Linked DNA regions of Mus musculus: regions 1, 2, 4 and 5 are each linked to region 3. A link is a contact called in public Hi-C, HiChIP or PLAC-seq and promoter capture Hi-C data. All regions are on one chromosome and are shown on one strand. Each heading gives the region's core, a stretch centred on a gene start, on an enhancer-like site or on the middle of the called end of the contact. The rest is flanking DNA. Distances are from core to core; before and after follow the strand shown. Region 1 holds the start of 4930447K03Rik (RIKEN cDNA 4930447K03 gene). Region 2 has its middle 44 kb from the start of Gm40909. Region 3 holds the start of Slc22a23 (solute carrier family 22, member 23). Region 4 has its middle 70 kb from the start of Gm40909. Region 5 overlaps 4930447K03Rik (RIKEN cDNA 4930447K03 gene).

The links. Promoter capture Hi-C pulls out the DNA fragments that hold promoters and counts their contacts. A called contact is a pair of places that touch in the nucleus more often than the background predicts. HiChIP or PLAC-seq counts read pairs in DNA pulled down with a chosen protein or histone mark.
Region 1: an HNF4G HiChIP or PLAC-seq map of pancreatic cancer cells shows a contact between it and region 3. The contact joins the promoter of 4930447K03Rik here to the promoter of Slc22a23 in region 3. A contact is called at or near these places in 5 of 39 promoter capture datasets (the HPC-7 cell line, cranial neural crest, hematopoietic stem and progenitor cells and 1 more) and 2 of 115 datasets of contacts at active chromatin or transcription factors (pancreatic cancer cells and stem cell-derived neural progenitor cells).
Region 2: a Hi-C map of liver shows a contact between it and region 3, with 2.5 times the contacts expected there. The contact joins the enhancer-like site here to the promoter of Slc22a23 in region 3. A contact is called at or near these places in 5 of 39 promoter capture datasets (the 3T3-L1 cell line, 3T3-L1-derived adipocytes, cranial neural crest and 2 more), 1 of 15 datasets of contacts at CTCF or cohesin (the NIH/3T3 cell line), 2 of 484 Hi-C or Micro-C datasets (both in liver), 2 of 115 datasets of contacts at active chromatin or transcription factors (embryonic midbrain and embryonic stem cells) and 1 of 9 other capture datasets (adipose tissue).
Region 4: a contact with region 3 is called in a Hi-C map of cortical neurons, with 2.9 times the contacts expected there. The contact joins the enhancer-like site here to the promoter of Slc22a23 in region 3. A contact is called at or near these places in 3 of 39 promoter capture datasets (hippocampal neurons, liver and neutrophils), 1 of 15 datasets of contacts at CTCF or cohesin (the NIH/3T3 cell line), 2 of 484 Hi-C or Micro-C datasets (both in cortical neurons), 6 of 115 datasets of contacts at active chromatin or transcription factors (SST interneurons, embryonic forebrain, embryonic midbrain and 3 more) and 1 of 9 other capture datasets (adipose tissue).
Region 5: a contact with region 3 is called in a promoter capture Hi-C map of embryonic stem cells. The contact joins the enhancer-like site here to the promoter of Slc22a23 in region 3. A contact is called at or near these places in 3 of 39 promoter capture datasets (embryonic stem cells, fetal liver and liver) and 3 of 115 datasets of contacts at active chromatin or transcription factors (embryonic stem cells, pancreatic cancer cells and stem cell-derived neural progenitor cells).

What each region holds. Positions count from the first base shown.
Region 1 is chr13:34,111,894-34,114,593 of GRCm38.p6, reverse strand. It overlaps 4930447K03Rik (RIKEN cDNA 4930447K03 gene), which reads left to right and starts at 1,322. Exons shown (of 5, transcript NR_046184.1): 1 at 1,322-1,400.
Region 2 is chr13:34,549,010-34,551,709 of GRCm38.p6, reverse strand. No RefSeq gene overlaps it. Among named protein-coding and RNA genes, the nearest start is that of Gm40909, 44 kb to the right of the region's middle. Within about 2 kb of position 1,394, at least 4 of the 459 cell types and tissues checked have an H3K27ac peak or open chromatin away from gene starts, as enhancers often do. A contact at or near this core is called in liver, where this site is marked.
Region 3 is chr13:34,343,772-34,346,471 of GRCm38.p6, reverse strand. Slc22a23 (solute carrier family 22, member 23) reads left to right here and starts at 1,254. Exons shown (of 10, transcript NM_001382849.1): 1 at 1,254-2,313. The coding sequence starts at 1,675.
Region 4 is chr13:34,574,851-34,577,550 of GRCm38.p6, reverse strand. No RefSeq gene overlaps it. Among named protein-coding and RNA genes, the nearest start is that of Gm40909, 70 kb to the right of the region's middle. Within about 2 kb of position 1,425, at least 38 of the 459 cell types and tissues checked have an H3K27ac peak or open chromatin away from gene starts, as enhancers often do. A contact at or near this core is called in SST interneurons, cortical neurons, embryonic forebrain and 1 more, where this site is marked.
Region 5 is chr13:34,095,012-34,097,711 of GRCm38.p6, reverse strand. It overlaps 4930447K03Rik (RIKEN cDNA 4930447K03 gene), which reads left to right. Exons shown (of 5, transcript NR_046184.1): 3 at 2,257-2,482. Among named protein-coding and RNA genes, the nearest start is that of 4930447K03Rik, 17 kb to the left of the region's middle. Within about 2 kb of position 1,436, at least 141 of the 459 cell types and tissues checked have an H3K27ac peak or open chromatin away from gene starts, as enhancers often do. A contact at or near this core is called in embryonic stem cells and stem cell-derived neural progenitor cells, where this site is marked.

The sequences.
Region 1 (2,700 bases), core at 73-2,572, 230 kb after region 3:
CTTGCCCAGAGAGAACATTGCCCTCCACAGTCAGAAGGGCCTCTGTATCTCTTAAAAACCAAGGCAATCTCACAGAGGCACACCACAGACCAACCTGACAGAGATAATTACTTGAGACTCTTCAAGTGATTCCAGGTTGTGTCAAATCCACAGCTAATGCTAACTAGGTCACTGTCAATCTCAACAGTTCTTCACCAGGCCTCCCTTCCACAGTGTGTCGACTTGACAAGACTACCACATACAACAAGCACTTTATCCTTTGAGCAATCTCCACATCCCTAAGTCATCCTAACAGAGCCTTCCACTGCCTCTGGACCAGCTGGCTTTCCACGATGGAGACAAAATTCCGAATGTGGCGGACTGAACAGAGGAAATACTATTTGGGTTCATGGTTTTGGGTTATGTCCTGTTACTTTGGGACTGTGGCAACAGAGCAAGCACATCATGGCCAGCGAATATGGTTAAAAAAAAAAAAAAGGAAGTAAATAAGTATACCTCCTGGTTGCTGGGAAGCCAAGAGAAGAGGGGGAAGCCAGGGTCCCAGGGTACCAGGGTCCCTGTAGGTCCCTGTATTGGCCAAAGGTTCTTTAGAAGACTAGAATAGGTGAATGTGAGTGTATGTCTACATAGATGCATGTGGCTTGCATAATAAGGTTCTGGTGACCTGACAAAGGCTGTATGTATGCAGGAGAGGCTATTCAGAGCACAAAGCTGGATACTGAAGGGCTCTAGCAGGCCCAAGCATGGCAAACACAGACCTGAGAATGGCAAACATGGCTGTCAGACCTTGCCTTTCCCCTATTTCCTTTACCTTGCTAAACAGATTATATTCTTGAAGCTAGTCTCCAAGGTCCCTCACTCCTTCTGTCTGAGGCTAACTACCAAGATCCAGCTATCAAAATATTGAAATCCAGAAATTAAAAGCTCCCTTTGGTTCACCTAATTAACATACCCAAATTAAAACAAAACACCTCACCTAGCACCAGGTTTCCCCCATTTTTCCCTTATAAACTTCCATGTTCAGGTGGGCCATATCTGTCTCCTCTCTATCCAGAGACAGTCCTTTGTCAATCTGGGACAAATATCTTTTCCCCCACTCTCTGTCCTTCCCCTTCTCCCTCATCCTTCATTTCCTGTCTTTGTCTCTTATTCCTTGCCCTTTCTCCCTCTGAGGCAAATAAATCTCCTTTGTGCTAAGAACTTGGTCTTGGGGTGTCTTGTGTGGATTCTGGAACTTTCAGATACCACAGCAATTCCATTCTGGAGCCAAAGGCTCCAGATTCCTGGTGAGTCATTGGTATTCGTTCCAGGATGGAAGGCCGAAAGAAGTCAGAGTCTGATGGTAATGGTGGCAGCGGCAGTGGGAGCCACAGGACTGGAGTCCTCTGCAAGAGACAAAGGCAAGCATCACTGATTTTCCCTCAGAGCTTGTATCCCAGCTGTGTCACCCACAGTGAGGGGAGCACCACCCCCAAACACAACTCTGGAATCTCCCTCAGAGACATGGCCAGAGCCATTGTCTCCTAAGTATTTCAGATTCAGTAAAATTAAACAAGAGCCATTACAGCCCCAATGGTCTGGGTCCCTCCTCCTACAGGTTCTACCTCTTCAAGCTGGGAATCATGTCTTAAACAAAAAGGCCTGTGTGGGACATCCCAGATCCAAACTGTAGCACATGATCTTGGAAGTCTCCATGGCCTTAGTCTGGCATTTCTTCAGAAATTCTGTGAAATATTCAGGGCATCAAGTTGCTCTGCCTTCTTGCTTCCAAGTTGTGTGACTTTGAGCAACTTACTCAACCTCTCTGTGGTTTCATTTCTTCACCTATACATCTCAAATGATCGTTGTACAGTCATTATAAGGTTGAACACAAATGAGCAGTGTATGACACTATTATGGCTTGTCATTGTTGATGACGTGAAAGGGATTACAGGAGTCTGACTCCCTAAGCAGAAAGGCACACCTCTGCCAGTGTCTCCTCTGGAGCCGCAGCTGCATACAGGTCAAAGAACAGGATTACATCGGTGCCACGCTGTAACTGTGGGAGGCATGAGTCACACATTGGACACTCTCCAGAGTATTAGGTTGAATCATATGAAATTGTGAAATTCTGTGGAGAAAACCATGGATTACTATCAGGTGATCCCACTGCCAAGCCTTGAGCAAAGGAAATGGAGAATACAGGGTTTTCAGCACCCCAATGCCCTACACCCTGAACTCTTTCCTCTTGTCCTTGTTTCTTATGATGAGCCATGACCCAGGTTAGATCTTCTGAGTCCACATCTGGCTCCTTAGTCTTGGCAATTGCCTGCTTATCACCTGGAATCTCCATCAGATGCACGTTCTGATCCAGTGGTCCTGAGGAGTAGTCAGGAATCCTAGACTTGTAGCAAGCTTGGGGGGGGGGGGGCAGGGGCTGCCACTTGTCCCCTGAAAAGGAGACTCCTGAATATCATGGCAGCTGTGACTCATGGCATCTGCAGAGAGCCCAGTGAATCCTTCCTCTTGCAACATTAACACGTCAAGACAGAATTAAGAAAGTGACTGAAGGGCGGCAGCACCTGTCAAGCTCCTGCCCTTCCCATCTCCATGGTTTTCAGATGCTATCCCACCAGTAAGCCCACAAATTCTTTCCTTTTTTTCCCTTGCCTTTCTCCACTGAGCATCTTCAGCCATGTTTACTGATACCTGCCACTTGAC
Region 2 (2,700 bases), core at 145-2,644, 210 kb before region 3:
AGGAGCTAGAGAAAGTACCCAAGGAGCTAAAGGGAACTGCAACCCTATAGGTGGAACAACAATAGGAACTAACCAGTACCCCAGAGCTCTTGACTCTAGCTGCATATGTATCGAAAGATGGCCTAGTCGGCCATCACTGGAAAGAGAGGCCCATTGGACTTGCAAACTTTATATGCCCCAGTACAGGGGAACGCCAGGGCCAAAAAGTGGGAGTGGGTGGGTAGGGGAGTTGGGGGGAGGGTATGGGGACTTTTGGGATAGCATTGGAAATGTAAATGAGGAAAATACCTAATAAAAATATTAAAAAAGAAAATAATATTACAAGAAATTATCCAATTAATAAAAAGAAATGCATAAAAAACACAGAGTGCAATATACTAAAATTATTATTGAAAACACAACTACCAAAAATTCAGCTTCTTCAGAGAATTGATTCATAAGAGAGAATCTGTATCATAGGTGTGCTTTGAAAGGATGGGAGAGAATGAAAGCCAGGAACATTCAACTAGGAAGAACCGCTGTAATTTCAGTAGAAGACTTCTGGCCTGGGATTGACTATATGCTGTGCCATAAGAACCAAGGAGGCTGTGAAGTCACATAATGCAAGATGGGCAAGCACTATCAGAAACATCTTGGGTTCGTTGTGTTAGTTGACTTGGAACTAATTTTCACTGTTGCACATTCAGAAACCTTTTACTATTGCTGTTTCCCTCCCCTGCCTTCTGTTATGCAACCACATGTAAGGCTGGACCCTGCCTATCCCAAGAAAGCGTCTTTGGTATTCAGATTCCTGATGGAAGGCATGACAATTCTGTATTCTGTAGCTTGATCATCACTGTCAGCTAAGGGCTAAGAGCAGAGAGCAAGGGAAACAACTGAGAACAAAAAGACCCGCCACATTTTGTTTTAGACCTCTGCAAGATCTGCAAACATTGCTGGTAAGTTTGCGTACATTTCCAGATGTCTGATAGGAAAGGAATCTTCTTGATCTTCTGCCCTGAGTAAATATTATCTGTGTAAACAGCTGTCTGTGCTACACAGACACACGATTGCATTAGGATGGGAGGGAGAGGCCCTGGAAGGTTGGCTGGTCTTGAAGATCGAACTTTTCTCTCTATCTAAAGCAAAGATCTCCAACTCCTTCCCAAAGGGAATGTTAGTTTTAAAGTCACCCACAAGGATTCTGCCTTGCATGCTTTGATGGAGGAAATAAAATTTGTGGACTGAAACACTCACTTTCCTGATATCAAATAAAATGGAGTTTCTCCAACAAGCACTGAATTGATTTTTTTTTTTTTTTTTTTTTTTTTTTTGGTCCAGGAGATAAGATAAATGTGTCTCAGGTTTTGTAACCACTGTTTGACAAGATTTGTAAGACCAACCACAGCTGTCACATGCCAATAGGGGAAGAAACCTGAGGATACATTTGTATGCGTCATATCCCAGGGAGTCAGATACAGTCTTGGAAAAGTGCATTTAACTGTGCACTTTTTAAGTATCAAAGCATTTTCATTTTCTTTTCAGCCTCTGGAAGGCTATGTTTTTGTCATAAATTCAGTATAAGGCAGAGGTAGAATGGCCACAAAACAGAACCACAAATGAACCATTTGAGTAGGGAGATGAACCAAGTTTCTATTCATTTCTAAATTATCATAATTATCAACTTGACACACTAGGGAAGGGGGAAACTCAACTGAAGAATTGTCTCCTTCAGGGTTAGCTTTGGGTACATCTGAGAGGCGTTTTGTTGGTTGTTCATTGATGTGGGAGAGCCCAGCCCACTATATGTGGTGCCATTTGTGGGCAGGTGAGCCTGAGTTGTGTAAGAAAGCAGGCTAAGCAAGCCATGAGAATCTAGCCAGTAAGCAGTGTTCCTCCAGGGTCTCTGCTTCAGTTCCTGCTTCCAGACTCCTGCCTTGAATTCCTGCTTTAGCTTTCCCCCATGGTAGACAGTAACCTGTAAGTTAATTAAGCCCTTTCTTCTCCAAGTTGCTTTTGGCCAGTGTTTTATCACAGAAACAGAAAGCAAACAAGGATACCATAAAACTACTCAGACAGGGAGCTAGGCTGTGGGATAAGCCAGAATTCAATGCTCTTGCCGAGGGCTACAATTATATCTTCTGTATTTCTCTGTATCATACCAACTACAGAACTAGTCAATGATGCTTGTTGAAAGCATTCTTGTTTTCACATCTAGTCTGCCTCACAAGTTTCTATAGTACAGTTGAGCTTTACTACATGGAGAGTGTAGTTCAGGGGTAGAGTGCTTCACCAGCGCTTGAGAGACCCTCAATTTAATCTCCTACATTGGGTAGGAGGCAGCCAATGACCCATAGCCAGTGAGTAGCTTGTATTGGATGAATGAGGACGTGTAGCTCAAGGGATATGATTCTTTATAGAAGACTTCTTTATAAGTTACCTAGGCAGGGTTTATGAACATATGTGGAGAACTGGCCCATTGTGCATGATTGCCAGAAGCAAAATGTATTGCTTGCCTATCGTAGTGGCAAGGGACCAGACAATACGAAGGAAAGATTTATTTTGGTTCAGTTCATCATGAAAGTGGCAAAGCAGAGCATCTCCATAGTGTTGGGCGAGTGAGATGGAGCCCCTCACATGGCAGCTGGACAAGGAAATAGAAAGCTCAGGCTGGAGCCTTCAAGCCCTGCCGACCATGACAAGGTCCTGTCAGCTAAGCCA
Region 3 (2,700 bases), core at 5-2,504:
TTGGGTTCCCCAAAGTCCAGCTCTCTGGCAGTCTTCAGAAATAGTTCTCTCCACGTGTCAGAATTTCAGCAGTAAGTACATGTTGACTGGAACATTGAGCTGCATGCTTAAAAAAAAAAAGTCTCCCACTAAATTATACAACATGCAGCTGAGAAAATAACGGAGATGCTTAAAGAACGCATTCCATACATGTACTCGCAGGATATGCTTTTGGGAAAAGAACGCGAGCTTCCTTCCCCTGTGCTAAATAAGACTAGAGATAGATTGCTCCATTTAAGATTTCCATTAATTCCATTAATAAACTTCTCAGAATATGAAATGTCTCGAGAATGTAGTGAGGCTAAGATGAAAGCCGCATAATTCTCACTGGTGTCAGGCCTGGCACGCAGGAGAAGATATGCTAATGCGGCCGTTTGCCGCAGGGCTGGTGTTATTTATATAGTGCTAGCTGGGCAAGGCTGGCTCTGGAGTCTGGAGTGCCAAGAGCATTTGGATCTCCTGTGAGGTGTAGATGTGTGCGCGCCTGTGCGCAGAGCATAGGAATTGTGATTCCGAGACCTTGGGGAGGGGGTGGGGCAGGCCGCCCTCATTCACGTTTGTATCGAGTGTGTGGCTTCTGTTGAAGGTCTAGCCTTCTAGAGTTGTGTTTATTTGACATTCATTCTGGAGCACAGAAAGAAATGGCGATTTGGGGCGGGTGCTGCAGTAGGTCGTGTGTGACCCAGCGTTGTAAGGGGCTGTCATCCTAAAATTGGCAAACATGCCTCCTTGCCCCAGCTCCGTGACCATAAAAAGCTGCCTTATTTGAGTCTGGAAGAAGAACAGAAGGTTGTTCTGGAAGACAGGCAACCCTTGGGCTCAAGACCAGGAGTGGGGTGCCAGCCGCCAGGCACCTCGGAAACGAACAGAGGTCACGGAGAGCCGGTGTGCCCGGGGCGAGGTCCCTTGCGGCTGTGGGACTTGAGACTGGCAGACGACACTGTCCTCTCACTCCCAGCCAGTGCAGACTCCTTGGTGACCCCCGTCCCCCGCGCCCAGAGACCACCAGGGATCTTGCAGCGGCCCGGGTGTCCCTCTCCCCGCCCCTGCGTCTGTCCGGGCGGTGGCGACACGGCCCGGCTGGAGGGGGCGCTCGTGCGCAGGAGCGGCGCAGCAGGTGCCGCGGTTACCTCCACCTCGGCGGGGGGAGAGGGGGCGGGCCGGGGCGGGAGGCGGAGGCCGGCTCGGTGAGCCGAGAGCGCGGCCGGCTCCGCAGGCTGGCTGCGAGCTTGCGGCTTCCGGGAGCGCCCGAAGTCCGTGGAGGATCTCCCAACCCGCGGCCGCCGGCGGCCCCAGCACAACGCGCACCGGTGCCCGCAGGGCCCCGAGTCGCGACAAGGGCGCGGGTCCGGCTCCTCCTCCTCCCCGGCCGGCGCGCATCAGCGGAGAGCCTCGTAGCTAGGCGGGCGCCCGGGCCGCGGCGCGGATGAGCCGCGGCGGCTGAGGACTCGAACGGTTTCTGCCCGGCGCCCAGGGCACGGGGGTGCGCGGGTGACATGGGGGTGGCCTGACTCGCCGGGCCCGGAGCACTCTCTCCGGCCGCGGGCCCTCCTCCTCGGCGGCGGCGCTGTGCCCGGGCGCCCGCCGAGCTCCGCCGCGCTCTATGCGCCTCTGCGGGAGCCGCGGGCCCTGGCCATGGCGATAGACCGGCGGCGTGAGGCGGCGGGTAGTGGTGCCGGGCGGCAGCCGGCCCCGGCGGAGGAGAACGGCTCCCTGCCGCCCGGGGACGCGGCGGCCTCGGCGCCCCTCGGAGGGCGCGCGGGCTCCGGCAGCAGCGCGGAGATCCAGCCACTGCCTGCGCTGCACCCCAGCGGCGGCCCGCACTCGAGCTGCTGCGCGGCGACAGCCGCCCCGAGCCTCCTGTTGCTGGACTACGATGGCTCCGTGCTGCCCTTCCTCGGGGGCCTGGGCGGCGGCTACCAGAAGACCCTGGTGGTGCTCACCTGGATCCCGGCACTGTTCATTGGCTTCAGCCAGTTCTCGGACTCCTTCCTTCTGGACCAGCCCGATTTCTGGTGCCGCGGGGCCGGCAAAGGCACCGAGCTGGCGGGTGCCACTGTCACCGGCCGATGGGGTGACATGGGCAATTGGACCAGCCCCTCGGCCACCCCCTTCTCCACTGCCTCCTGGGGGACCACGAGCAACCGAAGCAACAGCAGCGACACACCACCCCTCCCATCCCCTCCAGGCAAGGGGAACAACGACTCAAATTGCGACTGCCACGCGTGGGACTACGGCATCCGCACTGGTCTCATCCAAAACGTGGTCAGCAAGGTAAGGGCCACGACCGCCGCGTCCCCGCGTTCTTCTTGTGAACCTTTTTCTTCTGACCTCGGTCGCCTCTGCTCTGTGCTCCATCTCTCATTCTCTGCAGACTTAGGTCCAAACCTACCCAGTTGAGGAACCCAAAATGTTAGCCTGTGTACGCACAACCCCGCATTGACTGGGCTCCCGGCTGTCCCTCAAAGGAGATGCTCTTACTTGGATGTGAAGCCAAGGCTTTTTTGCCGCCCTCTGCGGTGCCCGTGACGCTGCATCCGCTTCAAAGAGACCGACTTAGCCTTTTCTAATATCCACACAAACTCCTGTCCCAGTGCACATATGGAAAGGGCTCCCCTCCCCCGAAAGGTTCAAATCCTCTCCTCTATCTAGCTAAGGTGT
Region 4 (2,700 bases), core at 176-2,675, 230 kb before region 3:
TTTTATCATGTAGGGGTGTTGGATTTTGTTAAAGGCCTTTTCTGTGTCTGATGAGATGATCATGTGGCTTTTATTTTTCATTCTATGTATATGGTACATTGCATTTATCAATTTACATTTGTTGAACCATCTCTGTATCTCTAGAATGAAGCCTACTTGATCGAGGTGGATGATCTTTTCGCTGTATTGTTGGATTTGATTTAAAATATTTTATAGAGAATTTTCACATTTATGTTCATAAGGAAAATTCAGCTGTAATTGTCTTTCTTTGTTGGGTCTTTAGGTGGCTTAGGTGTCTGGGTAGCAGTGACTTTGTAAGAAGAACTGGGCAATGTTTCCATACTTTTAAAACAACCTTCAAAGTACACAAAGCAATAAAGGACAAAAGTCACAATAGAATCAATCAACTGTCAGGGATAGCTGGAAGTTTTAATGAGCATGTCAGGCAGTGTTAGTCATCCTTGTTCATTTTGTTTTCCTGATGCAGGCTGTATGTTGCTATATAACCCAGGCTAGCCCCCAAATCATGATCTTCCTCCCTCAACTTAGCAGAAATGCTGGGATTACTGGTTTATATCACCAATCCTGAATAGCTGCCTTCTTACTTACTTGATAACAGAACTTTGGAAGGAGCAAGAGAATCAATTGCTCCAGGAAAGTCTTGAGCTGATATGTGGAAGAGGTTTCTATGTAGGTTTGCTAAAACTGTCAAATACCCATTCATTGTAAGAGTATTTTGTAATGAACTGGTTTCACATGGATGGTTCAATCCCTGTTCTTTCTTTCAATATGGATGAACAAGCAGAAAGTGTTGGGAGGGCTGCTCTGAGGTTGCTTATGTCTTTCAGGGCATGCAGTCTTCCATTTGAAAGCCCCGAAATACATGATTGGCATCATCAAAGCCACTTTGGGGCAAAGATCAAGGGCAAGTGGCCATGACTCTAAGAGTGTCCCTGACTTAGCTGAAGCCTCATTGCACAGTAACCAGTGAGCCAAATAATTTTTGGACAGCTAATCTAGGGCCAATTCCTTCTCATATCTCCGCATGCCAAGTTCTGCCTTCTATGTTCCACTCTTATATTTACCCACCACACCCAGTTTCATATTCAAATTTATGAAATAATAATATTCTGTGAATGTTTAAAAGTATTTTCTGGTAAGATTGGAAGATTTTAAAACATTTCTATTGAGTTGAAATAAAGCCATACATAATTTCTTAGCCATACATAACATCTTGGGGGGGCTCTCCTTTGGGGTCTTATTGAATAATTTAAAATTTATCAGGTTCATTTGCACAAGCAAAGATAATTTTTTTTGTTCTTTGTTTCAAATCTCTTCAATTTTACTCTTCACATTGCCTTTGTGCTTGAGGGAAATTTACCTCTGAGCTGTTGCCATGGTAACCAGGCAGCTGCCTTAGTGGAACAAATCTATGACATGCAAATAAGCAAATGGGGGTGAATGTGATGTACAGTGACGATATTCACCCTGTCTCTTATCAGCAATGTGTCACATTAAAAGCCATTGTGATATTTTTAAAAGACCCTGTCAGATTTAGTCACATGAAGTCTCCATTCATACAGAAAACATTTGAATCAAGTGCTATGGCTGAATGACACATGCACTCATAGTCAATTTTTCTGTTAGCTATTCTTTAAGCTGGCCCTATCCTGGCACCCACATTGCATGCTACCCCTTCTTCATTTCTATTTGGGTTTGTCTTTGTGACCAGTCCTAACAATTGGACATCCCTTCCAGGGTTAAATTGTTAAAAAGCCCACGGTGTCTATCTTTCAGTTCACACTCTATGAGAAGCTAGATGTGTGCCATAATGACTCTTCATGTAACAATATACTAAAGTCTCTGGCACAAAAGTCTGTGAAGACCTGAGGATTCCAGCTGTGGTTTAAGTGAGCTTGGCAGCAGATCTTCTAGCTGGCCATCTGTTTAACTTCAGCTTCCTTAGCAACACTGAGCCAGAGCCACTCTATAACCAAACTGCCTTAGGATCCTGACACTCAGAAAGCAGGAGATAAGAAATGCTCTTGTTTATTAAGTTGCTAATGTGTGTGGGAGTAATTTGTTATGCAGCAAGTAACGTAATATTCACTTTGTTCAGGAGATCTCCCTAGCTCTCACTGTGCTATTTCCCTGTCATCAACCTTGTGTCTCCTTGAGTTTTGACTTGGCTTGCTTGGTCTTGGCTTGCCTGGCACAGGGCACATGCTCATTAACCATGTCCTGAGTGGCTGGCTTGTGTGTCATTGTAGGATCAGATCCAGTGAGAGCAGAAAACACAGTCCATGTGGCTAACTCCCCTGAGCTTGCATCAGGCCCTTTCAAGAGGGAGGGAGGGAGGGAGGGAGGGAGGGAGGGAGGGAGGGAGGGAGGGAGGGAGGGAGGGAGGGAAATGTTCTAGGCCAGCCTGGATAACCTCGAAAGATTTCATGAAATAAAGCTGATGTTATTTTATGTGCAAGGTCCTACAGGCAACCCTCAGTAACACACACACACACACACACACACACGGTTTGGTGGAGATAAGTTCCTTGAATTCATTTACTTAATTTACCTTTTAATCCTGTTAAAGGTCCAGTCACTTCATGGAAGTGAAATTTTCTTGCTTTCCCCCCCCTCTCAATCCACAAAGATCCAATGTGATATCCAGCATAGCTACCTCTCCTCTCAGGTTCCCTAGAT
Region 5 (2,700 bases), core at 187-2,686, 250 kb after region 3:
GGTGGAGTTTGTTTTCTCCATTGACTAAAGAATTAAAACACAGGAAATAAGACATAGCAACTTTTATTAAAAGTAAAAGTGTGTACAAGAATACCACCCCCAACACACACACACATACACACACACACACACACACACACACACACACACACACACACACGACAAACTAACTCCTTACAAGTAGGAAGAGCCAAAAACTGAAATTTGTACCACTATCCCCAGGAGAGCTCAGCTCTTATAAATGTTTATGATAGAGTAGATCTCTGTCTCCTCATCTTTAACTGGTCAAATTAGACAAAGAAAGTGAGCTGACTGGCTTACAGCATCCAGGGTCAACGCCTGGCTAGGATGCATCAGGGCAGGGCAGCCAGAGGGAGTTCACCAAGGAAAGGAGGAAGCCTGCCAACTCTTTGTCCTGGGTGACAAAGGAGCCAGAAGAATGCCACCCTGTTTATGCGTGGCCTCTTTCCCCATCTGCCTGCCTACCAGAGTGTTCTCTGACTGGTATATTCTTGCATGCACTGCCCTTTCCAGAGCACAAAGCCTGCCTGCATACCATGTCAAGTCTGGAGAATTTGCCAGTCAGTTCCACCGACTAGCTCCAGGTCCTGGCAGAAGATGGCTTTCCATACCTCAGATCCGAGCTTACTGCTCCCTATCCCAATGGGCCAGGACCACAGTGAGGTTCCTGCCTCTTGACCATGACCTGTGGCTGCTCTGCAGCTAGTAGTTGATATCTGAAATGGTAAGTGAAGATGTAATGCTGGTTCCCAGATGGGTCCTATGAATATTACCAGGGGTGAAGGATTTTAGCAATGTGCAGAAGTTTGAATTTCATTCACGTAGGTATCAGGAGGGCAAGTGTGTCTCTGGTTCTCTGTAGTGAGCTAGGGAAATGCTTTGGATAAATGAAGGCAGAAAGGCGAAGGTGGTCATGGCATGGATGGCTGCTACCTCTTCCTCCGACACACCTGGAGGGCAAATTCCTTAAGTTCCAGAGACCCAGATTGACTAAGGAAGTGCACAGTAAGCAAAGACCTGGTACAAGGCCAAACAGGATATGTGACACAGAGACGTGTTAGCCCTGTTCCCATCCTGCTCTGGGAACTGGAAAGGACACTTCAGAGCCTTTTCCCATGGGCAGGGTGATGGGTGTGGAGGGTGCTCTTTCTTTTCTTATGGGTTTCAAAGGGTTCCACGTCATGTGAATAAAGAGGACTCCTTCTTGGTCCCCCACAAAAATAAGGAGAGAAAAGGAAAACCAGGGTGTGAATAAAAATAGAAGTGAGCTCAGTGCTCTCACAAGCAAGGTTCTCAATGGATCTGGACCTTCAGTGAGTGGAAAGAGCTCATTTGCAATGGAATCCCACGATCAGGCTTCTGGGCTTTCTGTTTTCGCCACATTCACACCCCAACAAAGGACTGTGGCATCATCACTAAGGCAGGAAATGAGGGGGTGAGTAGACATTGGCTGCATTCCCCCTTCTTCTGAGTTCAGACAGACAGTCCTGGAGGCTGGGTGCTGGTTGCCTAGGAAACAGCTTGGATGTGAAACTAGAAAAAGCTCTATCAGCATCAGGAGATGCAATTACTGGTTTTTGTTTTGTTTTGTTTTGATTTTTTTCTTCCTTTCTTTCTGGTATTGTGTGATGCTAGGGGTGGGGAGGAACATTCCTTTAACGCTTCTGAGCCAATTTTTTTCACACATAAGGAGACAGGTTATATTCTACTCGCTCCCACTCCCCCTCTTTCCCCTTCCCCCTCCCCTTCCCCTTCCCCATCCCCCTCCCCCTCCCCCTTTCTCTCTCTCTCTCTCTCTCTCTCTCTCTCTCTCTCTCTCTCTCTCTCTCTCTCTCTCTCTCTCTCTCTCTCTCTCTCTCTCTCTCTCTCTCGCATCAAAACCGGTACTGAGCCTAGCAAACACTTGGCATGGCTTTCATCTCTTGTCTCCCACCCACACAGCCAGCTTGCTGCACTTAACAGGCACCAGCTGAATAATCAGGATGTGATAAGAAAATAGGTTGGTAGTGAGAACTTCATCTTTGTAACTTTCATGATAGTAAAAACTTAAGTTTCATGGTGCAGTGTTAGATTATCAATCGTTTGTAAACCAAAACATCACTAGAGATGCAAATGTGTCTAACCACTTCTGAAAAATATAGTTATTGTTTTCTGTTTGAATAAGCATAGCTACATAGTGGGGATGTATGCTGAAGTTTCTCGTTAGGTCACTCATTTTCCTCTACTTGTATTCAGACTCAAGTGAAATGGATGTGGAGTCAACAAACAGCAGGAGCCACCTGTCTGTGGAAGAGCAACGAGACTTTTAATACCACTGCGCTAACAGGAGAATTCAGACTCCACGTACAGATAATGCTGGACTACCCCTGCCACTCCCAAATTTAGCTCCCAGCCAGGGAACCATGTCTCACAAGGAGGAGCTCTTAGTCAACATGCACTGCAAAAGACTTAAAAATTTCAGGTCGGTTGTTTAACGAGCAAAGCAGGTGTTGTTTAGACTACCAGACTTCTGCTTCCAGGCTATGAGGCTATCATTTCACCAGCTGTGGGTAGCTGGAGCTAGTGGGTATACCTGAAGTGTTGTCTTCAGATAAAGAGGAGATGACTGGCCTTTGTCACCTTGATGGCCAAGACTGATCAGAGGAAAGGGAGTAGAGGGACTGTAGGCCTCAATGCGGG